2 separate regions of the Arachis hypogaea genome follow, and region 1 is linked to region 2. The links are chromatin contacts, called in public Hi-C maps. All regions are on one chromosome and are shown on one strand. Each heading gives the region's core, a stretch centred on a gene start, on an enhancer-like site or on the middle of the called end of the contact. The rest is flanking DNA. Distances are from core to core; before and after follow the strand shown. Region 1 holds the start of LOC112796453. Region 2 has its middle 14 kb from the start of LOC112796451.

What was found. Hi-C and Micro-C count contacts between places; a contact is called where the count stands out from the background.
Region 1: a contact with region 2 is called in a Hi-C map of leaf, with 4 times the contacts expected there. The contact joins the promoter of LOC112796453 here to the enhancer-like site in region 2. A contact is called at or near these places in 4 of 8 Hi-C or Micro-C datasets (leaf and an unstated tissue).

What each region holds. Positions count from the first base shown.
Region 1 is chr4:19,912,608-19,917,492 of arahy.Tifrunner.gnm2.J5K5, reverse strand. LOC112796453 reads right to left here and starts at 3,404. Exons shown (of 5, transcript XM_025838911.3): 1 at 3,031-3,404; 2 at 2,746-2,900; 3 at 1,299-1,363; 4 at 1,096-1,206; 5 at 683-1,018. The coding sequence starts at 3,140. The coding sequence ends at 968.
Region 2 is chr4:19,749,049-19,753,307 of arahy.Tifrunner.gnm2.J5K5, reverse strand. No RefSeq gene overlaps it. Among protein-coding and RNA genes, the nearest start is that of LOC112796451, 14 kb to the right of the region's middle. Within about 2 kb of position 2,802, at least 2 of the 3 cell types and tissues checked have open chromatin away from gene starts, as enhancers often do.

The DNA.
Region 1 (4,885 bases), core at 2,155-4,654, 160 kb before region 2:
AATATAATTCTTGATAGAGTTATGCTAAGTGTATACTAAAATCAACCATTAGTATAAAGTACATGTTGGAATATAAATATACATTGAAAACAAATTAAATCATACATGTATTTATACATAAATATATTGATGGCTAATTTTATTGGCTAATTTTAGTATATAAATAGCATTTTTATTTCTAGTAATATATATTTTTTGGTTCCTATAGTATCTTTTAGCCCGACAAACAGAGTACTAAGGCATCATAAATTTGAGATCTATTTAAAGTTTTATTTCTGCCCATTGAGTTGCAATATTCACAACTAAAAATTCGAATCCTCGACACTTATTTAAGTGGATAAGTGAGCTAACCATTTAACTAATCCAATTTAATTATTTCCGGTAATATATATTATGGAGGAAACTCAATCTTTGTTACCTTTAAACCGCTGTAATTCTTATATTATTTATCATACATGGATGTAGGTAATTGGGGGGGGGGGGGGGATGAAAAAATTAGGGGTGACAAACAGAACAAAAATCACTAGGCCGATTCCTTTAACCTGCTAAAAAATATAAGTCGGGCTTAAAACTTGAGCCCGCCAAAAAAACCATCACCTTAGTCACTACTATTTTAATTAGGAGTTCTGTAACTAAAATGCTTAATCAATAAAATTTTAATAAGAAAGCAAAGTAGTTAGAGTTCTCTTTTTGTAATTTATCTATATTACGAGGGAAAATTTTGAAATTCTACAAATTTGTAACGTATCTGTGTTTACATATTCTTTCACGAAGTCGGCAAGTCTCGGCAAGTCTTGCTAACAACTTAATGTTACAAATCCTCCTGAATAATAAATTTTCTTACTTCGAAACAGGAAAAGAGAAGAGCCCCCCCCCCCCCCCCCCTTCTCCTCTTTTCTGTCTTCTTCCTATGAAACAATTTCTCTTCACTCCTTGTTATTATAAAAATCTAGCAGAACAAAACTAATCAGAATTTTTTTGGCTTTTTCACCACAGCACATCCAGGGTCCTCAGCACCCTGCAGAACAACAAACCTTGTTACTTATTTTAACAAATCCGATACAAATAACAAAATAACAATAAGTAGTAAATGACCTTTCGTTTTTTCTTTTTCTTTTTCTGTTTGTCTTTCTTCTTCGCCTTCTTCTTCATCTTCTTGTGTTCCTTTACCTTGGAAATCTCATTCTGTTCTTCATCACTAGAATCCTGTCCAGATTAGACATGAATGTGTATAGAAGGCTGAGGGAGATATATTAACAGACATCCAGAACTATGAATGGTAATGAAGAATCAAGAACCTTTGAATCAGAGTCACCAAAGGAGTCCACATGTCGAACAATTCTTTCGGGATTAGAAGTACCACCTGAAGATGAAAAGGTTCATTAAAGATCACAACTTATGAGTATCATGCAAATTCACTTTAATGCAGTGTCCAACACAAAGCTAGTGTTTTGCATTTTTAAAACTTAATAAGCGAAAATAGAGACATAAGAGAAGATGCACATAAGTTACAAACTGTGAAGTGGTAAGCTCAGGGATACACAGATATGCTGCTGAATATAGTACAAGATTACAAAAGATTTCCTGAACATTAATATAGACACTTATAGAAATCATGGTAACTAGTGACTTCCCCCATTGCAGTAAAGTGAAAGTATTGGTCATGTCCCACAGGATATAATTAGCATGTGATCACCCATTGGCTCCTCCCCTCAAAGCCCCTCGGACATTGTGAGGATCCTTGTGCCGCCCTCTGCAAAGACAACTTCAGGCGCACTAATGCACAGGGGAATAGATCCTCCCTGTTGCTGGAAAAAACTAACAGTCAATTGCACCAATTTGAGCCATTCATTCACAATCAATTGTTGGGATAAAAAATTAGTTTTCCAACACCATTTTACTCTCATGCTCAGAACATTTCGTTTTTCCTGCATCCCCACTTCTTTCACTTCCTTCTCAACTACTAACCAATCCTGCAACACCTCTTTTCAAGACGTTTGATGCCGCTGGCTTATGAGAGGACCACGGCTTCCACCTACGTGACTATGACAAGGATGCTAAAGTTGATGGTTGACGCAACTAGCACGTGGTTTGACAAGGGAGTTGTGTGGAACAATTTGAGATTTGAATTTTCATTGAATTCCTCAACATCAGGTTCTTCTTCTAAAAATTAAAAAAAGAAGAGGTCGATTGGACAATGGTGAAGGCTTGGGGAAGAGGTAGTGGGAGTCTTATGTTTTCAATTAAAAAAAAAAAATCATGAGGGAGAAACTAAGTGTCACTGAGAGTGGCTAGGATTAACCTGGAGCTTTTGATACCAGGTTAACATAAGACGCACCCATATTAGTATCAGTATATTACTAACAACCATCAAAAACCAGCAATATGAATTGTGAATCATAAACCAACTAAAAGGAAACCATATAATTATAAGCAACTACTAATGGCAATAGATAAATCATATAAATTTACCATGTCAAGCAAGTAAAACACCTACAATAATCACAAAGTAAAACCACGCATTTGTAGGCAAATAATTGCAGCAATGAAATTAAAGCGGAACTACTGACAGATGCAGGTTTTCATGTCCATAAAAACACCAATGAGACCAAAAGGACGTTTTCATAGGGCGGTTTTGATATAAAAAAAAAAATGGGGAAGAAATTTTCATAAACCAAAATAAATTACAGGAAGAAAATAAAAGGAAAATGAGTTGCATTGTAAGTGTTATTGACTTATTGTTACTTGCATAGACGGTCCTTTTGGCGTTATTGACAGCAAGTTCAAGCAAATCAGGGTTCATGGAAGCCAATCCATTAGGCTCCTTCAGCTTCCGCTCCAGAAACTTCGCCAATGCCGCAGCTTTATTAGTCGCCAATGGTCCACCGGGATGTGCCAACCTATAAACGGAATCAAAGAATTTTCGCATAAGACCAAATAAAATTGATTCAATGATATCGAAACTTGAAGAGAATATGGATTAATTTTAAGTGTTGAATTTTGAATATGAGCCCTAAAAAAGAGAAGAACCTGGGTTGGGAGTGGGAACTGGAGCGAGGAAGAGAAGGGAGAGGGGCGAATTTGCTTCCGCGAAGTGCGCGTCTTTCGTCTTCTGTCAGAGATTCAATTTCTTTCGCCATCTTCTGCTTGGGAAATTGAGTTTTCGGGGAAAAATCTCCGTCGCGTGGGGCGGGGTTCCCCTTTCAGCGGTTTTTGTCGCTTCTTCAACTCGGTGAGTTTGTGACGCCGCCCGTTAGTTTTAAATTCAATTTAATATATACTACCTGGAAAAATGTTTTTCTTCCCCCATTTTTTGAGATTAATAATTGGTTTTTTTTTTCTCTTCTTTTCTTTCGTCCAAATTCAAAACCAGACCTTTGCTCTATCTCAAATTGATATTCTCGCTTGATTAAAAAATATTGAAATTATTTTTTTTTAAAGTAAGGATTTTATTTTTGATCGAATAAATTGGAAAACTAATCACATATGTATTATTTAATAGGACTCTCATACAAAAAATACTAATCTATAAATTTTACACTTAAATAATTCTATATAAATGAATAAAGCTTATATTTTAATTATTGATATTTATTTTGAGGTGTTTATTTATATTGATGAGATTTATTGAGTCTAGAATGATGAGGATTAAAGAGTTCTAAAGACACGTTTGAACCGTAATTGGATGTATCTGTAAAAAATTCTAATGTCAAAATCAACAAATTTAGGAATAAAATAGATGTAACTTAAAGAATTGATGAAAATTACTCGATTAAAGTAGATATTTATAAAAGAGATGAAAGTTGTTAATCTCTTTGGGTAAATTCCTCATTAGTAGATTGTACAATGATGACCATTTTTGTTGGCGTGGTTGAAAAAGTTTAAGAGATTAAATTCTACTTATTGTGCGTAATTCTCTTTTAAGGATAGAGTTACTTGTATGCTCTTTAAATTGAATTTTTTTTTTTTTGTCAAGACTTAGAACCAAGGACTTGCCCAAACAAAACAAAAATCGAAATCGAACCACTACCTGACCCGATTCACTATCAAAACTCCATCATTGATGCTTGTCTTCTCCTGCTCCTTCAAGGTGAAAAAATGTGCGAATCTTCCTTCCTCCCTGGCAATGGCACTGCTGTCGTTGACTCTGTTACAGTCAGTCCTGTCACCGCCGATGCCTCCGTATCCACTGACGTCCTTGCTTCCGCCACTACGACCTCCAAAGTTGACCTTTCATCTCTGCTTCACTTTTGTCCTTTGTAGTTCCTCTCTACTAGGCACGAGATGAAGATGCAACTGGTTCTTCTGAATTGGTGGGAACTTTGAAACTACTATAACCGATGAACTCTGAATTGGTGAGAATTCTGAAACCACTATTAAAGCATTTCTCATTCCATGTGCTTCAGCAGCCAAGCTAGATGTGGTTTTGAATTTGGTAAAACTTCTCGTTAGAATATTTTCAAAAGAATCCCAAACCACTATCGGTGATACCCCTACTGCATCATCCTTCTTATACGTGGCATCAGTGTTTGCCTTTTGCCATAGACTTGGTGGTGGTCTCTAGGTAATTCTCCCACTGTTACTTTGATTTATATTTGCTGGCTATCTATTATTATCTTCCTTCATGTTGGCTTTTTTTAAATCTGTTTTTGAGATAACTGCTTTCATGATGGTAGCTATTGGATTTATCACTATAAGAAAAACGCTGAATATCGTCGGATCTAGCGTCGGAGGTTAGCGGCGGGTCTACTAACAGATTTACTGGAAGATTTGGCAATAAATTCGTCGGGTAAAAATGTTACTGTCAAATTCAATTTTTCGACGGGTAATTTCCTAGTAATAATTGTATGAAAAAAAACTGGCGCGATCATTACCGTCGGATTCA
Region 2 (4,259 bases), core at 1,553-4,052:
TTAATTTGAGTATAGCTATCAAGATGTCGTTTTAGAGAAGATGTGCTTTATCGCTTACCACTAGCTTTAAACACCTTCTTGCATCGTTTACACTCAGAACATTCTACTCCATCCTTATCTGGACCGATTTTTTTGAAGAAGTTTCATACATCAGATGTTGCTAGTCTGATCCTTTTCGAACTAGGTGCATCAACCTCGACCTAAGACTCAAAACCAACTCCAGCAGCAGCAATGTTACTCACAGTTTTAGAATTCATTTTTTCCGAAATAACTACAAATGTTAAAACAAATATTATACAATCTGACTTAGTCAAACCATAATCAAGCAAAACAAAACACCGCAAACAAAAAAATTTGCATCAGATTTTAGATTTGTCAAAATAGTAAAATTCAATCAAAGCAAACAAACCAAACTTATCTAAATCTCTTATCTGATACAAACCTAAACTTATGCTAATGTTTAATTTAGTCATGCACATTATTTTGTAAATATAAGTGAGATAGAAAAGGATAAAAAATTCAAAACATTAAGAAAACCAACCAACATTCCAGATTAACAATGGCGACGACCAAGACCGAAGAGGCGAGGAGAAGCAGCTTTGGCCAGACGGCAGACCCAGAGATAACAGAGGAGCAGCGCCGATGGCCAAGAGCCCAAAACCGACGAGCAGCAGCGACGATGGCTAGACGAAGTAGTGGCAGTGGCAAATACCCAGGAGGACAGATCAAGGTACAGTGGCGAGTCAGCAAGACAACTATGATAGGAGTAGCCGAGGACGAGGAGCGGTGGGACGGTGGTGCCAGACTGCCAGGTGCGAGACTGCGAACTCAGAGCCTGACGATGAGATGGCAGCGAGACGGCGTGACTCGTGAGCGTGAATGTGAGTGGACAGCAACGGGCCAACAGTGTCGGTGATAGCTACGACAACGGTGCCGAATAGGGACGCCAAATGCAGTAGGGTTGGGAGCGGCTAAGACCTAGGGCCTGTGGCTGTGTGTGGATAGTGTGGTCACTAGTGGTATACTGCATTGGTGTGAGTGTGTTGTGTTATGTCCGAGTTTCAGAGAGTGAGCGGAATTAGGGTAGAGTTTCTTTTGGGTCGGGTTGTGCTTTTGTTTTTTTCAAGAATTTGAAAAAGAAAACGCCCCTGACAAAAAAAATGTTGGGCTCGCCGAAGAAACCCGCTCTACCTGCCGAAACCCACCAAAGTCCATGGTTTAGGCAATGCGGGTTAGACGAGCTTTTTAGGTATGGTGATTTCAAATTTTTAGTTTAACTCGCTTTTTTGGTAAGTTATACGGGTTGGACCGGCGAATTTTAACATGCTTATTATCTTTGCTGCCTATTTTGTTATTCTGATAATAATATATTAGAAAATAGAGCAAGTAGAAAAAAAAAGAAAGAGATAAAAGAAGAGAAAGAGTGAAAAAAAAGTTTCTAGTTTTGAAAAAAATTTATTTTAATTATAATAAAAAAATAATATGTGACATATTTTAATTATAAAATTAATAATATATAAAAAAAATAATTAAGCATGCATCATGATCCTTGCCAGCTACACCAATTCTCTACTTAAAGAGGAGGAAGAAATAAGGCAAATCATGTGGACTGTGGAACACTTCCACACAAACATTTTATATTTTTTCTTAAAAAAAATTAACAAACAAAAAGTGGACAAAATCATTGGTTGGCTTGTCCTATAGGTCCAAATACTAAGACGAAGAGGGGAGAGCTTTTCCTTTGTCATCACTCATCACTCGTCAGTCCCACATATCTCATTTATGAGTGTTTTGGTTTGTTGATTTGGTGCTGCCAATTCACAATCACTCCCTTTCAGTCCTAAATAATTATTTATTTAAATAAACTACTATGTTAAAAAGATAATATTTAGTTTTGTACTATTTTGTCTGAATATATAATTATTTGGGACCAAAAGATAATAATTAAAGAAAAAACTTGTAGATGATCATGCTCACTATTGTATGCAAAAAAAATATACTCTTTCTGTTTTTTAGATTAGTACCAACTTGTGACTTTTCATTTGGACTTGAGAAATTTTTTTTTAAAAGATATTAGAGTTATAAAGATTATAAAATTATCTTTGAAAAATAGGAGTCTTACTAAAAAGAAAAATAGTAATATTACATTAATTTGTTAAGTAAATACCTATTTGTAAAAGAATAAAATTTCAGAAATTAGACATTTATTCGAAATCGGAATGATTCCTTTAATTGGTGATACAACATTGTAGTCGATCAAGTAATTCAAGATGACAAAGAAGCACAACGAAAGGAGGTTATAAACTTATATATAGTGTGTGCATTATTGTAGATGAGAGGTTTGATTTGATCTATAAAGTTTGCACACTTTTGTAAAATTGTCGTGTTTATATGTCGAATATATATTAGATATGATATTTGTTCAACATACATATTTTCTATGTCTAATTATGTTTTAATAAAAAAAATTAAATATATTTAAATATTATTATTTGTCAATGTATTTAATTTTATTTTTAATATATATTTTTAAAATAAATTTAAAAATAATATATGTTATTATTTATCAAAAAATATTTTAAAATTTTTATATCATTAAAAATAATTAAAAATTAATTTATATTATAAATTATTCAAAAAATAATTTATATTTTATAATATATTTTTATGTCTTATCAAAATTTAAAATTGGTAAGTCACCAAAAAAAAAAATTAAAATTGGTAGGTTGATATAAGTTCCATGTCCATGTTAGTCTCTGTGCATTATAGGGTCTGATGCATGAATGATGAATGTAGTAAAAAGGTGCAACAATCAAATCCAATGAGCTCATGCTCATCAGTGGAAAGAATAAAAAATTAAAAATAAACAAAAGATACAGCCTTTAGTGTTGTTGGAATATGACACATTGACTAACTGCCCCACTATCAGACAAGGATGTGGGGGTATAGCTCTGTGGGTCCATGCTGGGAAACCAAAATTTTGCTTCCAGACTTCTACAATTTAAAATTAAGAAAGAAAAAAAACTTAAATTAGAGGTATAATTAACTCATCCGAACTGTTAAACAAGTATCGGTTTAAATCTTATCTTATATATATTAGTTTATTGGTTAATAATATAAAAAAAATTACTTATTTGCAAACAAATATGTTGTACCTAACTTGTTTATCAAATGTGAAGGAAACTAATATATATGAAAACCAAATAATTAATTTGGAAGGAATTTCGTCCTCTCTTGGTTTGTAGGAGAGTTAATCCAAAATTTGTTTGAAACATTGGGATTTTTTAGTGCATTTTCATTAAACTACTTATTTTAAAAATTTAAAATAATTCTTAAAAATACATAAATAATTATATCTTTTAACACGTATATATTAACATGCACAGTAATTACATTTAGCAATTTAGTTTGTCATTCTCTAAACGTGACGGGACAAATAACCAAGGAACCTTGGGAGTTTATTCTCGAAACCAAATTTTCCATTCTCAGCTACCATAGTGGATCATGCCCAACTTCCTTTCTCAGTCTTACGAAACGTGGAATCCAACACCTAGATCTAATTTTTTAGCCCCTTAAGTTATAATTCACAATTGACTTGAATATGATGAATACACCTGAGGAACTTGACTATAATAGCAGGGAAGTTGTGTAGCTAATTAATGATAAATGCTTGTTCGACGTTGATATCATGGTACCAATAAACTCTAAACCCTATACCGTAACTTTAATAAATAATAACACCCACCCGCTCTAGTACTCAGTTTTTGGTAAATGAGGCCCAACTTTGATATTTAAATATATAAGCCATTTATTTTCACCTTTAAGTTTTCTTAGGTTTAGTTTGATAAAATTTTTATTTTTTAAAAATAATTTATAAAAATTAATTTTTAAAAGAGTTTTTTAAAAATGATAGCATTTATGTTTGTTAAATCAAATTAAAAATAGTTTTTAATAAACACAAACAATAATTACATTTGGTAAAATAATTTTTAAAATTTAAAAATACTATGATAGACATAAATGCAAGTATTAAACTTAAAAATTAGTTAACATACGAGATTATATTAGATTTTTAAATTTTAAAAAGCACAAGACAAATTTAAAAAACTCTATCTTAGGTACTTTTAAAAGTATTCCTATCTTTTAAAAGTTGTAAGTACAAGTACATGGTCTTTTTGATTTACTAAACACAAAATGAGAAACTTGAGTTTTTAAAAAACATAAACATCTCTTCCAAAAGTTTTACCAAACCAAGCTTT